Linked DNA regions of Mus musculus: all the other regions are linked to region 2. Evidence: chromatin contacts called from public promoter capture Hi-C data. All regions are on one chromosome and are shown on one strand. Each heading gives the region's core, a stretch centred on a gene start, on an enhancer-like site or on the middle of the called end of the contact. The rest is flanking DNA. Distances are from core to core; before and after follow the strand shown.

What was found. Promoter capture Hi-C pulls out the DNA fragments that hold promoters and counts their contacts.
Region 1: a promoter capture Hi-C map of stem cell-derived epiblast-like cells shows a contact between it and region 2, with 3 times the contacts expected there. The contact joins the promoter of Ninj1 here to the promoter of Id4 in region 2. A contact is called at or near these places in 2 of 39 promoter capture datasets (liver and stem cell-derived epiblast-like cells) and 1 of 484 Hi-C or Micro-C datasets (liver).
Region 3: a contact with region 2 is called in a promoter capture Hi-C map of second pharyngeal arch cranial neural crest. The contact joins the enhancer-like site here to the promoter of Id4 in region 2. A contact is called at or near these places in 6 of 39 promoter capture datasets (the C10 cell line, the HPC-7 cell line, cranial neural crest and 3 more), 1 of 484 Hi-C or Micro-C datasets (stem cell-derived neural stem cells), 14 of 115 datasets of contacts at active chromatin or transcription factors (astrocytes, cardiomyocytes, craniofacial prominence and 10 more) and 1 of 9 other capture datasets (adipose tissue).

The regions. Positions count from the first base shown.
Region 1 is chr13:49,186,189-49,188,888 of GRCm38.p6, reverse strand. Ninj1 (ninjurin 1) reads right to left here and starts at 1,360. Exons shown (of 4, transcript NM_013610.3): 1 at 1,252-1,360. The coding sequence starts at 1,326.
Region 2 is chr13:48,259,675-48,262,374 of GRCm38.p6, reverse strand. It overlaps Id4 (inhibitor of DNA binding 4), which reads right to left and starts at 1,259. Exons shown (of 3, transcript NM_031166.3): 1 at 437-1,259; 2 at 28-90. The coding sequence starts at 877. The coding sequence ends at 46. A330033J07Rik (RIKEN cDNA A330033J07 gene) reads left to right here. Exons shown (of 3, transcript NR_102303.1): 1 at 1-455.
Region 3 is chr13:47,687,025-47,689,724 of GRCm38.p6, reverse strand. No RefSeq gene overlaps it. Among named protein-coding and RNA genes, the nearest start is that of 4930471G24Rik, 21 kb to the right of the region's middle. Within about 2 kb of position 1,379, at least 1 of the 459 cell types and tissues checked has an H3K27ac peak or open chromatin away from gene starts, as enhancers often do. A contact at or near this core is called in second pharyngeal arch cranial neural crest, where this site is marked.

The DNA of each region.
Region 1 (2,700 bases), core at 111-2,610, 930 kb before region 2:
ACAGCTGATCCAGCTGTCTGCAGAGCTGAAGGGGGAGGCTGCTGCTCAGAGACAGCCAGTTTCCCTTCAAATCCGCAGCTGAACCACGGGCCCACCTGTTCCTGATTTGCATCCCTTGTCCTTAAAGGCCTAGAGATCACTGGTTCTTTATTGTAGACCCACATACAAAAGGCCCAGACAGTTGATGGGCTCCCTAAAGGAACTCAGCCCGGGGTGTCCCTGGCCCACTGCTTCCGGAGTGTTCACACATTTTGGCAGAGCCCAAGTCTCAGCTGGCACACCTGAAGTAGTCCCAGGAGACGTTGGTGTTCCCTGTTTCCACTATATGGACCTGGGCAGAAAGTCTCTGTTCTGGTTTATTTTGCACCGCAAAGACTTGTGGAAAATCCCAGCCTGGTGCAATTCCCCACCCCACTCCACCCCATCCCTGGGGGGGGGGGTCGGAAATAGAAGGAATGTCCAAAGTCAACATGTCACCGAGGGACAGAGGGCCATGCGGGGTGGTACAAGTGAAGGCTCGGCCCTGGCATGCTCAGGCCCTGCCCCGGAGGTAGACTATGAGGTGAGGGGTCAGGAAAGATGGTCCCTCGACACAGGCATCCGACCATCGCTGTGGCCTTAGCAGGCTAGGCAGAGCAAACTCGAGGCAGGTCCTTACAGTCCTAGAACTAGCACCCTGACGATCGAGAGGGTGGCGTTCTGTTTTTCATAGGCAGGTGACAGCAGCAGAGACACAGCCACGGGTTTCCCCCTTATCACTGCTGCAGACGACCGTGTGGTCACCGTGTGGTGACGTAGCTGTCTGCCTGATGCTAGCTTCCAACCAGGAGGCGGTGACTCTTCTCCCGCCCACCCCAAGGCACGCAGGAGACAGCCCGGAGGCGTTGGAAGTTGGAGGATGGTGTGGGAGGCAGGAGAGTCCCGGAGAGCGGAATGCCAGCCTTCTCCACCCGAGGAGTGGTGCCAGCCAGACGCGGGCTCTGCACAGCGGGGCGACGGCAGCAAGCTAGACCGCCCGGCGCCTCTGCCTACCTGCTGTGCTGGCCCCAGACCCGTGGGCCACCACTTGCGCTAGAGACAGGTCAAGCACGACTTTGCCCGGAAGCAGCGGCCACCACCACCCCCCGCAGTGCGGACGCCGCGCGAAACCGGGCCAGACGCCCACAGGTGCCCGCTGACGTGCCGGGCCCAGAGAGGGCGGCGCCGGCCAAGGTCACACAGCAGCCGGGGCAGGAGGTGCTGAGAGCTTACCAAGGCGTCGGGGGAACCGGGGGAGCCCGGGCGCAGGTCGCCGTTGAGCTCATACTCCTCAGTGCCCGACTCCATGGTGCGGCCGCCCGGGCCGCCCAGCACACGGCCTGAGCGCACCCGCGCCTCCGCCACGGGCTACGGCTGTGCGCCCGCCCCCGGCCCGCCCCCGGCCCGCCCCCGACACGCCCCCCGCGCGCGGCCGCCCCCGGACTCCGCCTCCACCCGGGGCGGGCCGGGGCCTAGACGCCAGCTGCTGGAATCGCGCCTGAGCAGGATAGCACTTCTCCAGCGGCCTTGATGTCCCCAATTCTCAGGCTCCTTCACGATGGCTAGGGCAAGCAGCCCAGCGCCTGTCCTCGCGATGACATCGGGGGTCCCCAGGGACCCTGTCTCAAAGTTGTTGATCAAACGGGCCCCCCTCTGAACTTTGAACATAAGCACTTGATCTGTTTAAAAGTGAGGCCAAGGGCGAGGCACATGCTGCCCCGTGCTGAGGTTTTTTCCTTGGGGAGGACACGCCCTGAGGCTGTAAGTCCCTTCAGGGTAACTCAACACAGGAAAAGGGTGTCAACGGTTACTCCAGGTTTCCACTTTAGAGCCCTCAGCTGTTCTGCCTGGAGAATAGAACATATGAGGGAGAGCCTCTTGCTCTGGGTCTAGCTTGCAGCCAGCACCCCACTGTGCAGAGCCTGCGTGTGGCTGGCACTGGTGGAGAAGGCTGGCATTCCGCTCTCCGGGACTCTCCTGCCTCCCACACCACCCTCCAAGAGAGACCAGGGACCAGAGGGAAGCACAACAGCTTTAGTGTCCAGAAGAAGCTGACATCATAGCCCTGACATCTATACTCCAAGGGTATGACGTGTTGGTTGGCTACTGCAGTTCGTGGCCCAATGGACCTTTGTGCCCCAGTACCATGTCTTTTCCTGGCCTAGGAAGCTAGATGGAGTGTGATGGGGTGCTGTCGTCCGAGGAGACACACTAGATGCAGGAGTAAAAGCCAGTTGCTGTGCCTTCTTCCTTCCCACCCTGGCCTCACTCTCAGGCCCCATGCTTTGCCTGGCCTCAGGGGTGCCACACTCCTCTCCTGGTATCTCCTAGAGTCTCAGAAGGAATAAGGACGATGAGACTCTTAGGGAGATTACAAGCTGGGGCTCAGAACTACCGTTCCTTGATGGAGTGGTTCACCTTCTCTTTATGACCCTTCTTGCCAGCTTGTGTCTTAGCATAAGGCTGGAGTTTGCTAAAGGCCAAGTGAACCTGCGGACCCTCTGTCCCCTGTCTCACATCCAGAAGGAAGAGGATTAGAAATAAGAAATGGAGCCAGCCTGGTGGTAGAGGTGGTGGCACAAGCCTTTAATCCCAGCACTTGGAGGCAGAGACAGGTGTATGTCTGAGTTCGAGGCCAGCCTGGTCTACAGAGCAAGTTCCAGAACAGCCAGAGCTACATAG
Region 2 (2,700 bases), core at 10-2,509:
TAACCATTCGGGGACCTGAGCGCTCACCTGGCCATCCATCGCAGCTCAGCGGCAGAGAATGCTGTCACCCTGCTTGTTCACGGCGCCGGCCTGGAACAGCAACCCAACACCAAGGGGAAAAACGGTTAGAGTGCGCATATCACAGTGTCGCCACCACCCAGGAGACGTCCTGGAAAACTAGGCAGGCGAGCAGAGTCCCCACCCGAGCCCGAAGCTGGGGAAGCCTCCTGTGATGCAAGGGACACTCCGGAGACGCAGGGCTCCAAGTCCCAACCGCCCTCGGCTCAGGGACCAGTGGATCACCAAGCCCAGCAGGCGGCTCTCGGTGGAGACGGGAGAAGCGGCTGTCATTCCCTGAGAGGAGCAAGACCACCCGTATCTCGCCGCCCCGCCACCTTTCCCGCGATGCCCAGGGTGCCCCGCCAAGGCTTCTCACCGGGTCAGTGTTGAGCGCGGTGAGTGGGGTCCGCGGCGGCGCGACCGGACAAGCCCCGGCCGGGTGGAGAGGTGGCGCGGGCGGTGGCGGCTGTCTCAGCAAAGCAGGGTGAGTCTCCAGCGCCAGCTGCAGGTCCAGGATGTAGTCGATAACGTGCTGCAGGATCTCCACTTTGCTGACTTTCTTGTTGGGCGGGATGGTAGGCACGAGCCTCCGCAGGCGACTGTAGCAGTCGTTCATATCGCACTGCAGGCACAGCGCCGGCTCATCGGCCGCCGCCTCGGCCGCCTTGCAGCGCGCGGCCGCCGCAGCGGCGGCGGCGGCTGCCGAGCCACCCAGGCTGTGGCCGTGCTCCGCCAGGCAGCGTAGCGCCAGCTCCCCGCCGCCGCAGCCCGACGGCGCCTTGCGGCCCGAGGGGCGCACCGGGCTCACCGCCTTCATCGCGCGCTTCCTGCGCGAGAGGACCGCGACAAGCGGTAGAGCGAGCTCCGGGTCCCCGCCCGCAATTTGCTTTGCTCCCCTCTCCTGCGCGTCCGGCGCTCGCAGCACCCGGCGGCTCCGAGCTCCAGAAATCGACCGGAGAGCTGCTCGGGGTTTTGGAAAGGGTATCTCAGGTTTTTGTTTTTTTGTTTTTTTTCTTTTTTTGTGAGCGACAATCGGCCCGAAGCAAAAGACAAGAAAAATCAAAAGCCCCGGAAAATAAAAAAAGTAGCCCACCCTGGTCCCTGAGCCGTTCCCTTCTGAGCTTCGACTAAGGTGGATCGCCCGGTGACTGCCCCCCCTCAAAGTAACGACTTCCAACCGCGCCTCCCAGCTCAACAGCGTCGCTCGGCTCCGGCACAGCAGTATTTGTAGAGCCGCGCGCCTTGGGGGCGGGGCCAGCGCGCGGGCCGGGTCGCCACAAGAACCGGACGCGGGCGAGCTCGGCGCGCGGGCGGCGGCGCGGAGGGAGGTGGCGAGGGCGGGGCGCCGGGCAACCCGAGGGCGGGGATGGGCGGGGGGTCGGGAGTGACCAGCCAATCAGGAGGACAGTGCCACCTCGGGGAATGACGCTCGGGCCAATGGGAAGGGCACTCCATTCCGTCAACGCTGTGGGAGGGGTGAATCTGAGAAAATGAGAGCCGGGTGGGAGTCGGGCCAGGATGGAGAGTGCCCGAGGGAGGGGAAGAGAGAGAGAAGTTCCTACGAAGAACTAGGGGAATGTGCTGGCTGGAATGCGTTCTCCATGGGCCTAAGCTGCTGAGGGACTCTGAGCCTTGTTTGTGGGTCCCCTGTCACTCTTCAAGGGGGGGAGTTCAGTCCCCAGGCCTTCAGTCCCTAAGATTCCAGTGCTTTCAGAAGGACTCGCTTTCAAGAAGCGAGTTGGTTCATTTGTCCATGTTATCCTCCTTCGGCATCACCATTCATCTTTGCACAATTGCGAAGCCCTTATAATGGAATGAAAACGGGTAGCCTTCCCGTATGTGTGTATGCATATACATGCAGGCTAAAGCTTAGTAAAAGAAAAATATAGGAAAAGAATGTCGAAAGCCGGATCCAGTGCAGGATTTCTGATGAAGGTAAATACACATAAAACAAGATCCAAGATCGTGGTGGGTTTTTCTTGGACCTATCCAGATGCAGAAGTGGGCTTAAGACATGCAATCCTTTGCGGGTGTTAAATTAGAGCATGCAGAAATAAAAAATGCACGGACACGAAGTGTTTAAAATTCCACCATGACATATAATATTAATCTGATTTATGTAAAATTCATACCTGTAACTTAATTTAAGCCATTAATGCACAGCTTCATATATTTCAGCGCACTTCGATTTGAATAAGGAAATAAGAATAGTCCAGAGGCTTCCCTGTAGAGCTACGAAATATTAGCATTCACATCTCCAGGGTCCTGCTTAGGCCCCACCCTGCTACAAGGCCTGTTTCTTTAAGGGTGTTGTGTGTGTGTGTGTGTGTGTGTGGCTTTTTAGCAGAAAAACAGTCCTTCAAGGGTTCAAAATAAGTGTTGCTTGTGTGTCCTCTTCAAGAAAAAACAACCAAGCTCTTCAGATGGCAAATGAGCATAAAGCTCACAGCTCATGGGAAATGAATTTCGAGTGCTTTCCCCCTGCAAGCCCTCCCACCTTTAGACATGCTTGAAGATGAATTAACCCGAGAATTTTCTTCCTTCCCCATACATGACACGGACTGCTGCCTTCATTTTCACTGATAATTGAAAGAGATGTGCTCTTCACATCTTCTGACCACCCCGGATGGGCTTCATGCT
Region 3 (2,700 bases), core at 130-2,629, 570 kb after region 2:
AAGCCCTAATTAATTGCTTTTTAAATAAGAGTTCCCTTGGTTATGGTGTCTCTTCACAGCAAGAGGACAGCAACTAAGACACAGTCACTAAGGATATCAGTGGAGATTTCCTGACTAGAACTCAGTACCATTTAACCAAAGTCTTAAAAACAATACACCAACAATGTGACAGTCTACATAAAACATTAACACTCCAAGCAGATGAACAGGACAGCTGGTCAGTGTAGGGGACATAGACACATACTGAACACAAGCCTCTTTCTAACCTAGTACTGAAACTACACACTATTATACTTTGATGGTCTAACCCTCCCCACTCCTCCACAGAACAGAGACCTAGAGCCTTTTCTTTGGCCCCACTCATGTTCTGCTACCTCCAGTCCACGTCCTCTCTCCTGCCCTGGACCAGTAATTTTATTCTGAACAAAGGCAAAAATAAAACGTGGCCCCTATGCTCTCCTCCCAAACTCTGCTTCTTCCCTTGTCCCAGGGCACAGTGTACGAAGGAAGAAAGGAAGTGAGGCTGAAGATGCTCAAGGTAGCTTGGACACAAAATATGCAAAAAACAACAAACAAAAAAACAAAACGCTTTCTTAATTCTCTCCAAATCTTTCTGTTTCTTTAAATCACACACTGCCTTTTCTCAGCATAAATTTATACACAGCCATAGTTTCACCCTAGCACACTGTGGTTTGACCACATTCACTCCCATAACTGTCCTTTGTGTCCCCTTCCCTCCTACTAGATAGGCTCACTTCTTTTCCTGTCATATATATATGTGTGTGTGTATGTGTGTGTGTGTGTGTGCGTGTGTGTGTGTGTGTGTGTGTGTGTGTGTATGAAACAGAGCCGTAGAGGATATAAAGTGTGACATTTACCTTTCTGATTCAGGAGAATTTTACCAAATTGAATGATCTCAGCTTCCACCCAAATTTCTAAATCCTTAAAATTGGCATAATCCCATTCTTCTCTGTGGCTGAATAAAAACAATCAACTTCTTCAAAAGGCAAGTTTGAGATGAATATGAGGCATTTCCTCCTTCTTTCCCTACCTTATTCACCACATCCATATGGTCATGAGCTCCTAAGACTTTGACTGAAGCTTCAGAGTAAATTACCATGGGCCTTGCTGGATGTCTGCAACTGGAGATGGCTAGGCATTTGGAACTTGGTGTCTGAAAGTGTTCTCTTCTGATAGCTCCCAACCCAGTTACAAACATCAGAATACTCACCACGGACTCCCTCTTTCCACTCTTTATGTTCAATAAGCACTAAAGAGTGTAAAGCCAGGGGTTAAAGCTCAGCGCTCCACTTAGCTGAGATGTCATGAGCCACCACAGCCTGCTCACCAGAGAAAACAGAGGCTCAGACAAGTATGGCTGTTTGGGTTTTGTTACTTTTATCACCTTAATCAGAAGAGACAGCTAATGGCTGCGGAGTTCCCTTTGAGAGGAAACTCATTTGTGTTCAGAGTCCCATCTTAGAAAAGAGGAAAGCAGAACTGGTTTCAATTAAAAATCTAAAGACATCTATTCACCTAGCCAGACTAATTCTTTGTCTTTTTCCCTTTAAGACCATTACTTCCTAATTAACACACGAAACGACTTATCTAAGTTGGCCTGCTATTAGAAGTTGGGGAGAAAACTGATTTTTAAAATGTATCAATTTGGGGGCCTAAGGAGATGACTCAGTGGTTGGAACATGGCTACAGAAAGGGCTTGGGTTCAAACCTCTAGCACCCACATAATAACCAGGGAGGCTGGGCATGCCTGTAGTGAAAGGACAGGAGGATCAAGCTTGCTGTCAGCCTGCTGAACTCCAGGCTCACTGGAAACTCTGTCTCAAGGTAATCAGATGGATTAAGAGAGTGATAGAACAGGACACCAGACATCCTCCTACACACACACACACACACACACACACACACACACACACACACACTACATGCACACACACACACACATGCAAAGTCCACTTATTAAATCCTGACCTCCAGGTAATACAGTGCAGCTATTTTCCCTTGGTATTGTTTGAGGCAGGGTCTCAATCAGCATCCCAGGCTGACATGAACTTCCGGCAGTCCCCCTGCCTTCTTCTTGCCATATTAATGTTTAACATGTTTTGAGGGGACCACTAAGATGGCTCAGTGGGTTAAAGCATTCGCTGAGCAGTCAGCAGTCCTGGAGACCTGAGTCCAATCCCTGGAACCCACTTAAAGCTAGAAGGCAAGAACTGTCTCGGCAAAATGACGCTCTGACATTCACAGGGCTCCATGGCACCCATCTTCAAGCCAACGGATATAAGTCAACTTATATTTGAGAGTTAGGTCAAGAGAGAAACAGATAAACCCTCACCTGTCACTTGGTCTCTTATGAGTCAGGGAGTATATAACAGTTCAGGGACAGATAGCTTTGGGAGTCAGGATCATTATTATTATAATTCATCTGTTATAGAAGTTTTACCTATAGACAATGATCATATGTTTGGTGACCAACTAAACTCAGAATACTATAGTGATCTGAAGTCCACTCTGCTAAGTTTAGTTGGTCATGACTCACTGTGGCATGTGGGCAACGGGAACCCCAGGGAATCTCATGAACTAGCCATCAACATCACACTACTGGCCATCAACATCACACTATTGGCCATCAACGTCACACTATTGGCCATCAACATCACACTATTGGCCGACTCCTGGCTT